2 separate regions of the Ovis aries genome follow, and region 2 is linked to region 1. Evidence: chromatin contacts called from public Hi-C data. All regions are on one chromosome and are shown on one strand. The core of a region is the stretch at or near the end of the contact, and the rest is flanking DNA. Distances in the headings are between cores, read along the strand shown. Region 1 overlaps SPIDR (scaffold protein involved in DNA repair). Region 2 overlaps SPIDR (scaffold protein involved in DNA repair).

Region 1 (3,728 bases), core at 868-3,367:
CTGCAGAGGAGTGGTCAGTCAGCAGAAGAACAGGGGGATGATGGACCCGTGCTGCAGAGGAGTGGTCAGTCAGCAGAAGGTCAGGGGGATGATGGACCCGTGCTGCAGAGGAGTGGTCAGTTAGTGTATCTTCAGTGAGCCTCTTGTGGTGCATCACCCTGCAGTGCAAAAAGTGGCATTAACAGAAAGGAAGCTTGCACGAGTCACCTCTGTGCCCAGATTCACCCTGGATGGTCCTTGATCTCACGTGGGGGTTGGAGACTCTAAGGTGAGAATGTCTTGTGTGTGTTGGGGCATCTGTGTACATACTTGGTGCCAGGAGGCTGTGTGCTTAAAGTAGGCAGCACCATGCATGGTTCACAGGGCAACTGAGCATCTGCAGAGTGTGCGAGTCCTCAGAGGACTCCTTGAGGCTTCAGTGGGCCTTCCTGTCACAAGTCCTAACATGGAGAGTGCCAGGTGACAGAGTTACACACTTTTATATCTGTGATTTGTGTTTGAATCAGAATTCCTCCCATGTGTCATTTCTAGTTGATTGGTTCAGCTGGGTTTTTTAAATTAGTAAGCTATCTTCCTTTTATCTTCTACAGCTGAGATATATCTATCCATGACGTCTTTTCTTATCATCCAGTTCAACTAAAACAATTTAATTGCTTTATTTAGTCTTGAAGGAAACCTAAACTGAATTTATTTGAAATCTGAATCACTTGAATTACTGGCTTTTCCCTTTGGGTGCATACATTAACACAAACTGTAATAGAATACCACCAAGGATGATAGGCTGTGCATTGAACATTTCTGAAGTTTAACAGGTGTTAATTTCTCTTTATGAAGCTATATTTTTTCATAATTTAATTTTGTGAATATAAACTCTCAAAACACACTAGTACTTATTATGCAAAAAGAATATAAGTAAATGTGTTGCCTTTTTATAATTACTTGAGAAGCAATTTATTTACTCTACATGAGATATAATTTTTTAAAATACATGAAAGCTGGCTTAAAATCCAACATTCAAAATACTAAGATCATGGTATCCAGTCCCATCACTTCATGGCAAATAGTTGGAGGAAAAATGAAAACAGTGACAGATTTTATTTTCTTGGACTCCGAAATCACTGTGGATGGTGACTGCAACCACAAAATTAAGACTGTTGCTCCTTGGAAGAAAAGCTATGACCAACCTAGACAGCAGAGACATCACTTTGCCAACAAAGGTCCATAGAGTCACAGCTATGGTTTTTCCAGTAGACATGTATGGATATGAGAGTTGGACCATAAAGCAGCCTGAGTGCTGAAGAATTGATGCTTTCAAACTGGTGTTAGAGAAGACTCTTGAGAGTCCCTTGGACAGCAAGATCAAACCAGTCAAGCCTACAGAAAGTCAACCCTGAATATTCATTGAAAGGACTGATTCTGAAGCTGAAAGAAACTCCAATACTTTGGCCCTGATGCGAAGAGCCGACTCACTGGAAAAGACCTTGATGCTGGGAAAGACTGAGGCCAGAAAGAGAAGGGAGCAACAGAGGATGAGATGGTTAGTCGCTCAGTAGTGTCCGACTTTGCGACCCAGAGGTCTGTGGTTGCCAGGCTCCTCTGTCCATGGAATTCTCCAGGCAAGAATACTGGAGTGGGCTGCCATGTCCTTTTCCAGGGGATCTCCCCAACCCAGGGATCAAACAATTGTCTCTTATATCTCCTGCATTGGTAGACAGGTTCTTTACCAGCTGAGTCATGAGGCTCAGAATATCTGATAAGGTATTAATTTATCCCAGATTTAATGATCAGTTTTTCACAATGTAAACCTAAGTACTCAAAGTGTGTATGTGTGCTTAAAAAATTGCTCAGAGTACTCTAGCTCTGCTTTTGAAAGTTTTCTCCGCCCCCCTGTATGTTATAGAACTAAATCTGGGATCAGGTAGAATGTTGGCCCCATGTGCTAATGGATCTTGTGTTTCCTCCCCTCCCCATCTCTGCTCAGTGGTTCCTGCACACACTGTTCAGTAAACAACTGAGAGAACCAAGCTCAGCCACTTCATTCACAGAGTGTTTGGAAAGGGCTGAGCAGCCTTGACACACTGGCTCAAGTGGGGTGAGAGGCAGTGTTCATGTTTTCGTTTGTTCTTTTTATAGCATCCAGTCAGCTGTAGCTGGTTAACTGAAGCTGGGGCTGCTATTAGTGCACAGGTCTCTTACGCAGGATAAAGGGCCTCTGGTGGAAAGAGGTTTTGTTACTCATGATGCCGCGACCGTGTTTACATGAGCTCACCCTGTCGTCTGTCATGGGATGTGATTTAGAGAGGTTCCATGAAAACACAGGAAGTCCCTGGGAGCTGTTCAAATCACCCTTGAAAACAGAAAATATAGATAGCTCTCCTGTGAAGCCAGCTGTCCTTCATAGATCATGCTCTCTGGGCTGACGCCTGCAAGGAGAGCGTGGACATTTCCCATTGGTGTTAGAGAAACTGGGTGGAGAGAGTGGTTTTCCCTCTTCCCACAGCAAGGAATCATCATCTTATTGGGGGAGAGAGTTTTTTACCCAGCCATTTCTGGATAAGTTAAACACAGCTGTTTGTATCGCTGTAGCTTTTCATGGGCCGAACTCTGACTGAAGGTAGAGTTTCACTTGTTAGAGATCATTAATAGCTAGATGGAAATAGATATGGGCTGAATTCATCCTGCCACCTCTCTTTGTAAATAAAGTTTTATTGGGACCAGCCTATCTGTTCTGTTCTCTGGCATTCTTGTCCAGAGGTGCTTTCACACCTCAAAGGCTGAGGTGAATAATGGCAAGAGCCTGAAATACCATCCTCGCTGACTTTGCTCCACAAGTGAGAACACAGCGAAGCCCCACTGTAAGCAGGCTCCTCACCTCTGCTACCTCATTTAATCCCCTGAACAACTCAGTGAGGCGAATGGCAGTCCAGCCCCTGGCACCACCCTGACAATGGTGGTGGTGGTTTCATTCACTAAGTCATGTCCGACTCTTGCGACCCCGTGGACTGCAGCCTGCCAGGCTCCTTTGTCCATGGGATTCTCCAGGCAAGAATACTGGAGTAGGTTGCCATTTCCTTCTCTAGGGGATCTTCCCAACCCAGGGATCGAACCTAGGTCTCCTGCATTGCAGGCAGATTCTTTACCAACTGAGCTACAGGGGAAGCCCCACCCTGACCAGTATAGCTACCAGGTCTCTGACCCTGTCAGAATCTGCTCTGGGCAAGAGAGGCACATGAGGAGGAACCAGGGATAAGTCTGGATTGTGAGAGGGGCCTGCATCTCCTCCAGCAGCTGCTGCCACTGTCAGAGGAAAACCCTCAGCCCCCGTGTTTTCAAGACGTCATCATTTCACATGCCGAAGAAGCTCACTTCTGCTGATAAATCAGGTTTGAAAGAACGTACTTTCTCGCCTCTAGTGAGACCGATCCATCAAGGAGCTGAGCCCCACAGATTTTTGGCAACTTCGGAATGCTAGCTAAATTGGCTTATCCTTTAATCCCCCAAAACAAGCAGCAGAAGAATTCAATGCTGCTGCTGCTAAGTTGCTTCCGTCATGTCTGACTCAGCAACCCAGGATCCAGTGTCCATGGGGATTCTCCAGGCAAGAATACTGGAGTGGGTTGCCATTTCCTTCTCCAATAAACACTCTCCATTCAAAATGCTTTTTATTTCCCATTTCCAGTTCTCTACGTAGAATTGAATATATATACACATTTATTTCCATCTAGCTA
Region 2 (3,728 bases), core at 339-2,838, 64 kb before region 1:
TAACTTAGGTCCTCTGGATCCTGATGTGTGCTCTGCCTGACTGCTTCTGGGCACTTGGCTCCACTTTTCCTTACCTCATGGGAATCCGGGAGCCTATTTCAAGGGCAGCCTCTGCCACACTGACCTTCTCTGTGGCTCCCTGAGGGGTCAGGTTGAGAGGCGGGTGGCCGTGACACACGACAGCTGTCTCTCAGTCTTCGTGTTCCTTTCTGTATTTTCCTGTCACATTGCTAGCATCCAGATATTCTGATTTCTGTTCTGGGCTGTGCAGGAGGCAGAAAGTTTGAGTTGGGGCTTTGATTTAGGGCTTTTATAGGATAGTTCTAATTAAAGACAGACACTTTGGCAACTGTGATGAATCCCCAGTTTCATCCCTGAAATGCATTTTGTAGTGATATATTACAATACCTAATAGACAGAAGCTAATCAAGGAACTTCTGTGAGTACTTTCATGTCTGTTTTCTTATTTCCTCTTCAGATAACCTTGTGGTATAAATAGAACTAGATTCTTACAGATGAGGAAACAGGTTTAGGAAAGGTAATTACTTTTCTGGAGGCAGAACTAGGACTAGAACCTGAATCCCTTGACTTCCTACCTTGTGCTGTCTCTTTTCAGCACACACCTAGTGGTTCACACAGTGTGGCGCACATGTCTGTATCCAGAAACTACAGTTCACAGTTGTGTTAGATACTGGTTGCCCCTAATTACAGCATATATTTAAGAATATATTTGCAAGTAAGTTAACAAACACACTTGACAGAAACCTAGGAAGTTACAAATGAAAATTGTATGTAAAAAGAGTATGTGCATGTTTGTATTTTCTTTGTAATATTCACACCTTCAGTTTCTATCTCTATGCAGTAATTCTCTCCAGAGAAAATACATCTGCTGCTGCTGCTAAGTCACTTCAGTCGTGTCCGACTCTGTGCAACCCCAGAGACAGCAGCCCACCAGGCTCCCCCTTCCCTGGGATTCTCCAGGCAAGAGCACTGGAGTGGGTTGCCATTTCCTTCTCCAATGCATGAAAGTGAAAAGTGAAAGTGAAGTCACTCAGTTGTGTCTGACCCTCAGCGACCCCATGGACTGCAGCCTACCAGGTTCCTCCGTCCATGGGATTTTCCAGGCAAGAGTACTGGAGTGGGGTGCCACTGCCTTCTCCAATTTCTAAATGCATCCACTGCTTGCTTTAGAAGTCCCTGAATGGGACTTCCATCTCTTCCTTAAGAGGATTTGGAGACAGGTTGTGGGGTTGTTTAATTGAGGAAGTTCTGCAGGTTGAAACCCAGCCTATTTTGTTGTCCATCTTACCTGATCTGCATAGTAATGGCTAAGCCTAAGATCAGTCTGTTGATCATTGTTGCTAAATCATTTTCTGTATTTTTTTTTCTCCCAAGAAACATAAAATTTTTGAAGATTAGTGTTACATATACTTTATAAATTCGCTCAGTGCCCTACCATCTTAACTGTTCGTTTAGAGCATCACATGAAGGCGTTCTTAATGAGATTTAGTGCAGGCCTCTGCTGTTATCTCACTGGAGGGTTTGCTGGAGGCTGGCTTTCCCGACAGCCCTGACCACAGAGCGTTGGAATGCGGGGCTGACGTCACAGCCGCTCCTGGGAATGTTCTGCATTCCTCTTCCTGGCAGTGGTCAGGTGGCTTCCAGCAAGAATGAAGGATAACAGCTTCCAAAGAAGAAAAAGAAAGAGGAGGAAGAGAACAGTTTATAATCAAACTATTGTGGGGGAGGCACTTTTATTCTGAGCCAAAATTGAAATTAGAACCAGATGTCTAACATTCTGATGCTGCACGAATGTTAAATGCATTTATTAATGACTGTAATAGCTGAGTTATTTGGCTTCTTATTGAACTTAAGTTTTGAAACTCTCTTTAAGAATTCTGGAAAAACAACTTCTTGTAGTTGATATTTTATCTGCAGAAGCACCTTTTTGAGTGTAAAGCGGGGGAACGGCACACTGAGGCCCAGGTGCTGTGGTTAATGAACAGGCTGTGTAAAATCTGTTAATCTTCGGAAACATGACTTCTGAAACATGAAGTCTCTGTAATGTGTTAATGTAGTAACTTCAATCCATTAATTAGGGGAGAGGTATATTCTATTAAGATATATGCTACAGAAGTTTTTTTTCCTGAAAATATTTGCATTAACGTTGTTGTTTCTGAATATTATGTTACTGGCCAAGCCAGGTATTCAAAACAAAACATAGCAGACCCTTAATATAATAAACACAGATTTCCCAAAAGTCGTTCAACTCTGTAGTAGTGTGTGCAGCAGAAAATTGGACAGTAACCAAGTTCAAACTTAATTTGTGTTTTCCTGTCTTCTAGGCACACTTTGTTCACATTGATTGTCCTGGCTTAGCATATCACAATTTGTGTGTGTTAAAGTAAAAATGTTCTTTCTTTCTTTTTAAACAATGCCTTTCAGTAGATTCTCTTATTTCTGTGTCATAACAGTTACATTAAAACAGTTCTTCAGTTTAGGTGAACTATGTTTGAATACTTCCTGTTACATATTGAAATGGAAAGTTGGCATCCTGTTGTAGGTCATGTCTCTGGTAAGGAATTTCCAGAAATGTGGAGAAGTGCTGACTCATGGTGTACAGTGGACTGATCCCACTGCAGTAAGTCATGAGGGGATTTTCTGAGCTCCTTGTTGAAGCAAGCAAAATATGCCTGGGTACTGTGCTATTTTATTTTTAGATGTAGCAGTGGGGGTGGAAGAGAGGCTGTTGGTTGGACTATTAGCCTTGCTAATAGCTGTAAAGTTCTAGGGTTAGGTATGTGTATAAATGTGTGTTTTTCTACAGGCTATTATTAGAATTTGGAAACCAGATTGTTTTTGTTGTAGTCACCTACCGTTGTTCTCTCTGAATGTTGCCCCCCACAGGAACCCCATGCCCTCAGGCTGGGATGGTGTCTGGCTATGGGCTCTATGAAATGTCAGTGATGGTGGTGCTTGCACTGAGGGGGTTGGTCCAGAAAGAGGTGTTGAATTCTTTGTATTTATAATTGGAAGTTTCTGAAACTAATAGTAATGATTTAAAACTTCAAATATTAGCGGGCAGAAGTTAGCAGAAAAACTAGAATTTGTTGCGTTAAATGTGCCTGGCTCTGTCCTGAATATTTTATGTGTGTTAAATTGTCTAAATCTGTTACTGGTTGAAATTTATTTTTCATTCATTTGGTATGGAGATGTCTGCTAAATTTGATGGAGAGGAGCTATCTATAACAAAAATTCACCTCTAAATGCATATCTAATCTCATCTAATGCAAAGTATATCCATCCATCAATTCCACAAACACTCGCCGAGTAACTGTTCTGTTCCAGGCCGGTGCTGCTTGGTACTGGGCTCTGGGCGCTGAGTGCTGGGTGATAGGTGCTGTGGAAGATGCGCTCTTAGTTCCTCTCTGAGGGCAGCGGTGCTGCATGGAGGGCCAGAGCAGGAAGCACATGTTCCTGGTTTGTGCAGCATTCTGTTATGGCTATTGTGGTAGAATTCTGTAGTTACAGTGAGGCACAAAGAAGGGATGTACTTAGATCTGTGCTAGATTCTGTCGGATTGCGCTATGCTTAGTCGCTCTTTGCAACCCCATGAAAGTTAGCCCACCAGGCTCCTCCTCTGCTCATTGGATTTTCCAGGCAAGAATCCTGGAGTGGGTTGCCTCTTTTAATATGATTCTGAGGATGTCAAACTTGATGGCTGAAAG

Evidence for each region. A called contact is a pair of places that touch in the nucleus more often than the background predicts.
Region 2: a Hi-C map of tail adipose tissue shows a contact between it and region 1, with 1.5 times the contacts expected there. The contact joins two enhancer-like sites. A contact is called at or near these places in 3 of 16 Hi-C or Micro-C datasets (muscle, omental adipose tissue and tail adipose tissue).

Annotation. Positions count from the first base shown.
Region 1 is chr9:32,216,355-32,220,082 of ARS-UI_Ramb_v3.0, reverse strand. All of the region lies in intron 10 of SPIDR (scaffold protein involved in DNA repair), which reads left to right. It overlaps LOC121820333 (a long non-coding RNA gene), which reads left to right. Exons shown (of 3, transcript XR_006060820.2): 2 at 1-3,728. Among named protein-coding and RNA genes, the nearest start is that of CEBPD, 78 kb to the right of the region's middle. Within about 2 kb of position 2,117, at least 25 of the 54 cell types and tissues checked have an H3K27ac peak or open chromatin away from gene starts, as enhancers often do. A contact at or near this core is called in muscle and tail adipose tissue, where this site is marked.
Region 2 is chr9:32,279,926-32,283,653 of ARS-UI_Ramb_v3.0, reverse strand. All of the region lies in intron 8 of SPIDR (scaffold protein involved in DNA repair), which reads left to right. Among named protein-coding and RNA genes, the nearest start is that of CEBPD, 140 kb to the right of the region's middle. Within about 2 kb of position 1,588, at least 32 of the 54 cell types and tissues checked have an H3K27ac peak or open chromatin away from gene starts, as enhancers often do. A contact at or near this core is called in muscle and tail adipose tissue, where this site is marked.